Regions from separate parts of the Zea mays genome. Here region 1 is linked to region 2. Evidence: chromatin contacts called from public Hi-C data. All regions are on one chromosome and are shown on one strand. The core of a region is the stretch at or near the end of the contact, and the rest is flanking DNA. Distances in the headings are between cores, read along the strand shown.

Evidence for each region. A called contact is a pair of places that touch in the nucleus more often than the background predicts.
Region 1: a contact with region 2 is called in a Hi-C map of ear, with 2.1 times the contacts expected there. The contact joins the promoter of LOC103649981 here to the promoter of LOC100283930 in region 2. A contact is called at or near these places in 3 of 25 Hi-C or Micro-C datasets (ear, leaf and tassel).

Annotation. Positions count from the first base shown.
Region 1 is chr3:40,102,061-40,106,217 of Zm-B73-REFERENCE-NAM-5.0, reverse strand. It overlaps LOC103649981 (geranylgeranyl diphosphate reductase, chloroplastic-like), which reads left to right and starts at 1,482. Exons shown (of 1, transcript NM_001323411.1): 1 at 1,482-2,932. The coding sequence starts at 1,568. The coding sequence ends at 2,905. LOC100284614 (BCAS2 protein) reads left to right here. Exons shown (of 7, transcript NM_001317967.1): 5 at 1-57; 6 at 623-680; 7 at 771-1,089. The coding sequence ends at 671.
Region 2 is chr3:39,846,691-39,850,908 of Zm-B73-REFERENCE-NAM-5.0, reverse strand. It overlaps LOC100283930, which reads right to left and starts at 1,899. Exons shown (of 10, transcript NM_001156828.2): 1 at 1,362-1,899; 2 at 1,213-1,269; 3 at 466-528; 4 at 329-385; 5 at 123-206. The coding sequence starts at 1,760.

The sequences.
Region 1 (4,157 bases), core at 233-2,732, 260 kb before region 2:
TGCTTGTGTTGACCTGCAGAATCATATTGATCAGCTTAAACTTGAAGCAAAAGAACTGTACGTGTACTCTCTTCTTCCCCCCTCCCTCTCCCTAGGCCTGTTCATAGTCTGGTTACAACCCAGCCCAACCCAGGAAGACCATAGCAAACCGCACATAGAGGCAATGTACATGCTGGTTTGCATCGTGTCCAAACCACTTAACCCGTGGGTTCATCTTCTTCCTGCTGTCGGTGCACCTTCCTATCTTATTGAAGTTGCTGATACCGGTCCTGCCAATTGAGTAAAGAAACTGCAGCCGCTACCTTGACAATCCTGCCTTCCCATCTCATCTGTGCTGCCTCTTCGTGCCGTCCGGGTCCGGCGTCCATGACTGGCTGCCGCTGATCATCTACTTCCACGGAGGCGGATATGTCCTCTTCCGTGTGGCCTACGATCTGTTGTACGACACCTGCATGGCGCTCACTGCCACCACCTTGGCTGTTGTCGTATCTGTGGGTACCAAACCGGAGGAGAATAGCTACGGCCTACGGGTTGGGGCGGGTTTACCCAGAAAATGTTTTAACCAGATCAGGCCGACCTTTCCATCTATACATATGAATCGTGATAGAATACTTGTTAACAGGGGAATGCCCATGGACGACAACTCAGGAACCGACCCACAAGCATCATGAGGATTTGAGGTACATTATGTGCCGTCCAGTTAAGTTGAGACGCCACGAGACAGCCATTGTTTCCGTTATGTTTACAAAATTATGCTGTTGCTACTACAGATACAGAGGTGGCAAGGAAGAAGCTACGCTTCATTTGAGTCTGGCAGCTGGACGTTTCATTAGCCATTGTGATTACCTGTCCTGCAATTGTCATATGGGACAGTCTGTTTGATATTGAAAACAATGTGGACTGTGCCTAGCAATCCCATGACCTGTGCTCCTGAAAACACCTCGCAGAGGAAGAATCTAAATTCGTGTATTGTTGTCCGTTGAAGTGCCCTAACTTGTGGCAAGAGAAATGCAGCTGATGTATGCAGACTCTCCAGTTGACATTGAGTTCTTACATGAAGCTTTTCTGTTTGATTTTCTGCTTGTTTCTGAAAATACCTTGTGCTTTGCCCTCTTCTGAACACGCTTACAAGTGTTTGCAGACAGTGCATTTCAAAAACCCGGGTTTTTTTTAAATCTGTATGTTTGAAAGCACTTGATGTGTCCATTTTAGATCCAACGGTAAACAAGTGACACTTCGAAATCGTACCTGGACGGCTCGTCCCCCGTTTCCGAGTTCCAAGTAGAGGACGTAGAGGTGGTAATGAATTAAGATCCAAATGTTTCTTAATAAAATGATAGTGCCTTAAATAAATTGTAGTTAAAAAATAAATAAAAATAAGACTTGATTTTAATTAGATCCTTAAATTTTATTGTAAAATTTAGATCATATTGTTACCCATATTCCAACTGTCACACTGCCACTGCAGAGCCACCACACCGCGCCTGCAGCTAGACTCCAAGAAGGAAATCTCCAGCGTCCAGCCCATAGTGAATCTCCCGGAGTCGCCCAAACCACAGCGACAACCATGGCCGCCGCCGCCTGCTATTCGCCAGCGCGCATCATCATCTCCTGCTCAGCCACCACCACCTCCTCATCGTCGTCAGCGCGCACGCTGCGCGTCGCCGTAGTGGGGGGTGGCCCCGCGGGCGCGTCGGCTGCCGAGGCGCTGGCCTCGGCGGGGGCCCGGACGTTCCTCCTCGAGCGCAGCCCCGCGGGCGCCAAGCCCTGCGGCGGTGCCATCCCACTCTGTATGCTGGACGAGTTCGCCATCCCGCGGGACCTCGTTGACCGCCGCGTCACCCGGATGCGCGTGCTCTCCCCCTCCAACCTCGCAGCCGACTTCTCCCGCGCGCTGCCCCCCGGGGCGCACATCCCCATGCTCCGCCGCGAGGTGCTCGACTCCTTCCTCCGCCGCCGCGCCGTCGAGGCCGGGGCCGAGCTCGTCCCGGGCCTCGTCACCTCGCTCTCGCTCCCCGCGGGGCCCGCCGACCCCTACCTCGTCCACTACATCTCGTCCTCCCCGGAGGGCGTGGGAGCGGGACGGAGCGTGCTGGAGGTGGACGCCATCGTCGGCGCGGACGGCGCCAACAGCCGCGTGGCGCGCGAGGTCGGGGCCGGGGACTACACGACGGCCATCGCGTTCCAGGAGCGCATCCGCCTCCCCGACGCCGGCATGGCGTACTACGACGACCTCGCCGAGATGTACGTGGGCGGGGACGTGTCCCCGGACTTCTACGGCTGGGTGTTCCCCAAGTGCGACCACGTGGCCGTCGGGACCGGCACCGTCGCCGCCAAGCCGGAGATCAAGCGCCTCCAGTCCGGCATCCGGGCGCGCGCGGGCCCCAAGATCGCCGGCGGCCGCGTAGTCAAGGTGGAGGCCCACCCGATCCCAGAGCACCCGCGCCCGCGCCGCGTCGTGGGGCGCGTGGCCCTAGTCGGCGACGCGGCGGGGTACGTCACGCGGTGCTCCGGCGAGGGCATCTACTTCGCGGCAAAGTCGGGGCGGCTGTGCGGGCAGGCCATGGCGGAGGAGTGGGCGCGCACGGGCTCCGTGACGGAGGCCGGGCTGAGGCGCGGCTACCTGCGGCGTTGGGACGACGAGTTCCTGCTCATGTTCCGGTTCCTGGACCTGCTGCAGCGCGTGTTCTACGGCGGGAATGCCGGCCGCGAGGCGCTGGTGGAGATGTGCTCCGACGACTACGTGCAGCGGCGGACGTTCGAAAGCTACCTGTACAAGCGGATGGTGCCTGGCGAGCCGTGGGGCGACCTCCGGCTGCTGTGGCGGACGGTGGCCAGCATGGTGCGCTGCGGCGTCATCGGCAGGGAGGTGGAGCGCCTGCGACGGCTGGAGCTGCAAGGCTAGATAGGAGCTTTGCTGAATAATAATAATGTAAGATGTGGCCGATTGACGTTGTCATCGTTTTCTCAATGCATTTTATACCCTTCCTTTGAAATTTGGTAAAGATCTTAAAACTTTGCCATGAATAAGCTGTGGTTAGGAACCGGATACATATCGAACTATACCCACAATGCGAATGTCAAGTGATAACCTTATCGTACAGCACAATTGCGATGCATTAAAATGAACTGAATTGCTCAGTAAACGATCTACCAGCGCTAATGGCCAATTACAGTGTCTTAACATCGGAACATGTATTGAGAGTAATCACGCAACATAAGTACAAAACAAAACCAGCTCTCTGAAAAGCCTACCAAAGAAATACAACACTTAAACATTCCAATGAAACAACAATCATCAAAATGACCATGGCTCCGTTTCTGCGGAAAATGCCTCACCATGTGCTCCGTGAAACCGCAGAAATATCCAATCAGGCCTGTGTTCATTGGTATGTCAGTGTGCCGCATGAGTACATGACAGTCTTGGTAATGCTAAGCAGCGAAAAAGGTCCGACTTATTTCAAAGATCATGGGAATGCTGATTAAACTACAATAATTTTGCAAACGAGTGTGTGGAGTTTGGTAATCAATACCTTGTTTGCAATGTTGTTCGAGAGCCAGTCAAGACCCTCGTACAAACCTATCTCCTGTGGTAGCACATGTGCTCTGGATATACCTACAAGTCACAGAGAAATCACATTAAAAGTTTTTAATGTCGGTAAAAATTATCAAACTATCAAGTTACCGTGCAATCAAACTATCGAGTCATGAAAAACTCTCGCGGGGGCATTTGGATACCTTCGTTTTAGGGAAATTAGAATTCACTTAATAAAGTAACCTATTTAGCTTTGAGTTTGACATTTCATCACTTTCCAAAGTTCAGATATAAGTCTATCTCAAATTCATGAGTGGGGCATGGGAAATGATTTTATGTATTACTAGAATTTGTTTTTACTCTGTAACTTACATGACGCTCTTCGGTTCACTTCTTTATAATAAAAATGGAGCACATAAATATCTCCGATATCTTACTAATAATAGTATACAAATATATTTTACATAAAATCAAATTAGCTTAATTGATATATACCTAAATTACTATTATTAGAATGAAATTCAATTCCAATGATCAAACGTGGCATTAATGTACACTTTTAAAAATAATTCATGTATAAGTAATTGAGTAACAACAATAATTGAGTTATATCTATAGATTT
Region 2 (4,218 bases), core at 650-3,149:
TCGAAAAAAATTATGTATCATGAAAAAATAGACCAAAGAAGAAACCAGCTATATTCAAATTCCATATCTAACAAAAACATAAATACAGGGACATTTGCTAGTAAGCAGATAAAATAAATTACAAGTGTAGATGTCATGCCCGCGCAAGCACCAGCGGCAAGTCTCCCAAATACAGAAAGCTCTCCATCCTTTCTCCGGAAAATTTTCTGAATTAAAAAGCAGTAACATTGTGACTTACTGACTTATGAGAGAGAGAAATGAAGAACTCACTATCACAAAGAATGTAAAAATAAATTGATGACTAAGTGTAACCGTGAGTAACTATGACCTTGTAAACTTCATACGAGAAGAGTTGCACTGCACTGTAAGGAATTATGCGAATGACCTGGACAAGTTAATGGGAGATGGATAGGAATCAGCACAGCACAGCAAGATAAACCATGGATGATAGGGAACATCAAGCACCTGTGGAAGGTTTCCTTTCCAGTAACCCTTAAGCCCATCCTTCTTTCCAATGTCTGCCATAGCCTGCATAATTGCAGATACATTATATTACAATATATTATCTAAAGTCGTAACCATTTAACTCCAGATAGCGCCTATCATATGTTTTTTTTAAAGAAAGCATTATAATTCACAATTCAAGCCCATCTAAACGATTAGGATTACTGGTTCAGTCGGATGGTTAGTACCCATGTTATAATTGCACAATAACTACCTGAGCATATTTGTGGATCCCTATTTTCAATAGGCATGTCAGAAAGCAACATGACATAGACTCGGAAAAGAGACCCCATCCAAGGACATATGCAACACGCCCATTAATTCATTAGTGATTTGTATATTAAGCTTTCTTATCTGTGCTGATATTATATTAAGCATAGGATTTCTTTTCCTAATGCAGTCATTTGTCAATTGACCAGTATAAATCGTATCCCTAGCATTGATGCAAGAAAGTTATCGGGAACCTCGTATCCTGTTAAAGTCTTAAGATAAGTTCTATAAAGGAATTCACTCTATAAACTCTGGTGTATTTCAGAATATTTCTCTGGTGTACTTCAGAATATTCCACCGATGTGAATTTTCCACAAAGAACGTAGCGCAGGAGATGAGAAATTTCCACAGAAAATGTAAGTTCAGAAGGTAATGTCTGAATGCACAGCATCAGGGTGAAACTAAATCCAGCAAAGAAAAGCGCCTCATATTGGTTACCTCGAGAAATCCAACACCCTTCTTGGCACTCTCTCCCGCCACCCGCACGCTATGCGTCTAGATAGATGAAAAAAGAACAAAACTAAATCGCGTCAGCCGCAAAGCAATAGTATGAAGACCGAATTAGATCCGCACGGTGGGTGGCGTGCCTGCATGAGGATCTTGACGCGGTCGAGGGGCGCGGTGACGGTCTTGGCTACAGTGCCCGCGGCGGCCCCCGCGGCAAAGATCGCGGCGCTGTTGGGTACTAGCGCCAGCAGCGCGAGCGGATGGCTCACCAGCTGCGCCGCGGGGGGCAGCCTGCGCTCCGTCGACTTCGTCTTCTTCCTCTCCTCCCCGGCCACCGCCTCCTTCACCTCATCGGATCGTACGACAACCGCCTCCTCAACCGCCTTGGCGACGGCCGCGGCGGAGTCCCCGCCGTCGCGGACGGAGAGCGAGGCGAAGGCGAGGAGCCGAGGCCCCGCGCGGAGGAGCGGCGGCGCACCGGCGTGGTTCTTCCGCGGGGGCCGCCACGAGTCGCAGGTCTCGACCCGGTGGCGGCTCATCGGGGGCGGCGGGGTGTCCTTCCGGGATCTGCGAGCCCCGCGGGAATCGGGAGGCGATTGAAGAAAGGGGTGACAGCACGAGAAGAATTGAGCAGGCGGGGGAAGGAAAGCAAAAGAGGGGATAGGGATAGGATAGCTCGGTAGGGATTATAGTCGTGCTTAACGCATAATCAAACCCGCATGTGATACCGTTCTGGAGCGGGCGTGTGTCGTGGACACGCAGGCGAACTTTTTCTCCCGTCCGGTCTCTGGTCTCTGCATCGGGAATTTTTGTCCAAAGCAATCCGGCTTCATTCCGAAATACTGTATAATATTTGAGAGCAAATATAACTTAATTATATTAAATGGATATAAATGGGGTAAATAAGATTTAAAATAACAAGAGATATCTAACTTGGAGTTTAGTTTACTAATAGGACTATTAGTCTATGAGTCCGTTCGGCTCGACTCTATCTTTTTGTCTGGGAAAAGTTAAAACACAATCAAACATCTTTTTAAACGGTTTAAAACATCTAAAGATAGAGCTATTCTCTACTAACTATTAAGGCTTTCGTGTAGACTGCCCTCGCCTCCTCTCTGCGCACGGCAATCCATCATCAGCAACGGCAGCCGCATACCCCGCGCGCACGTCCCGAGCAATCCGCCGTCGCAACCGTGCCCGCCTCCCTGCGCGCATGCCCCGTGCAACCCCGCAATCCCAAACCCTCCACTCCTCCTCCCCTGCGTCCCCCACTGTCACCGGGCCATGGCGGCCTCCTCCTCCCGCGGCGGCGCCGCTGCCTCCGCTGATGACGACGACGAGCCCTACCTCCTGGGCTTCATCATCTCCAAGATCGTTGGTATGCTCTACTACCGCGGCAAGGTCGCCGGCCGCGAGCCGCTCAACCAGTACGACAACAACGCCATCGTCGTCTTTAACGCCCGCAACGACCAGGTTGGCCACCTCCCAGGCGTCCTCGCGGCAGTGCTCGCCCCACTCCTCGACTCCCACCTCCTCGTCGTGGCGCAGGGCATCATGCCCCGGTCGGGCTCGAAGATCAACCCCAACGCTTACAGCCTCCCCTGCCAGGTCCACCTATTCGCGCGCCCCGCCGCCGCCTCCGTCGTCGAGGCCGCGCTCCACGAGGCTGGCATCGACCTCATCCACGTCGACCACCCCGAGTTCACCCTCTCCCAAGCGGGCGTGGTCATGGAGCAGTTCAAGAAACCGGACCGCGACCACGATGTCGATAAGCTCTTCTCGCTTGTGGGGAAAGAAGGGAAGAATCAGACTCAGCGCATGGACCCGCCCGGGGATGTCGTGCTATCCGAGCTCTTCGGACACCAGAAGGAGGCGCTAGGGTGGATGGTGCACCGGGAGGAGTCTGCCGACCTGCCGCCCTTCTGGCAAGAAGGTGAAGATGGGGGATTCGAGAACGTGCTTACCAATCAAAAGACGGAGAAACGACCACCGCCGTTAAAAGGGCGGGATCTTTGCTGATGATATGGGGCTAGGGAAGACGCTTACACTTCTGTCATTGATTGGAAGGACTAAAGCTCGCAATGTGGGTGCAAAGAAGGCTAGAGGGGGCAAGCTTCTGGTCTGCCCACCCACTCTGGCAAGAAGCTTGTGGTCTGCCCACCCTCGGTGTTCTCATCTTGGGTGTTCTCATCAAATAAATGTAGGATGCTTCTGTACCTTCAAGGTTCGTCCTTCTGAACTCTGATGTTCTTATGATTAAAGTTTTCATTCCAAATGTTTATTTGGTCAGGTTGCCGCTAATTTATCAGCTCCAGTGTCGTCAATCTCATTAGGCATACCTGCTCGGTCTCAACATGAGGCTAATTCATTTGTGATTATATGCAGTAATATTGTGATTTTTGGACTTTCACCATTAAAGGCACTCATTCCTGTGTTTCCAAATGTCCCAAGCCACCACGGTAATGGGTGTATTGAGCCCTTCTTCATACAATTGTTCTTGACATTAACGTTGTTTCCAATACACCTTCCAATGCTCTGTACATTGTGAGAAAGAAAATTAAAAACGTAGTGTTAAAAAGTTGGTATGATGTTATGTGAAGCAAGCAGTATTCTAGGTGCGCCAAGAGGGTGAACGCGCCAATGGCAGCATGAGGCAACAGGAACATGTGGTGAGCGTGCCTTGGTTATAATATATATCAGGTTGTTAGTCTTCACTTCAGACTTTCATTTTCTTAGGCTATAGCCAGCAGACTGCGCATATCACCGTGCAAAACACTGTTTTGTATTGTACTACTATAGACTGCACTGTTTATAGAGTGCAGTTTGAAATAGGAGATGAAGATGAGTAAGCTGTCGGCGATAGCCTTAGAAAGTTTGTTTGGATAAGTTGTATTTCTTAGTATCAAGTGCACAAGATTAGGAGAGTTGTTGCTGGCATAGTGTGCTTATAAGTTGCACCGATGGACCTGGCATAGTATCTATACATACAATTCTCAT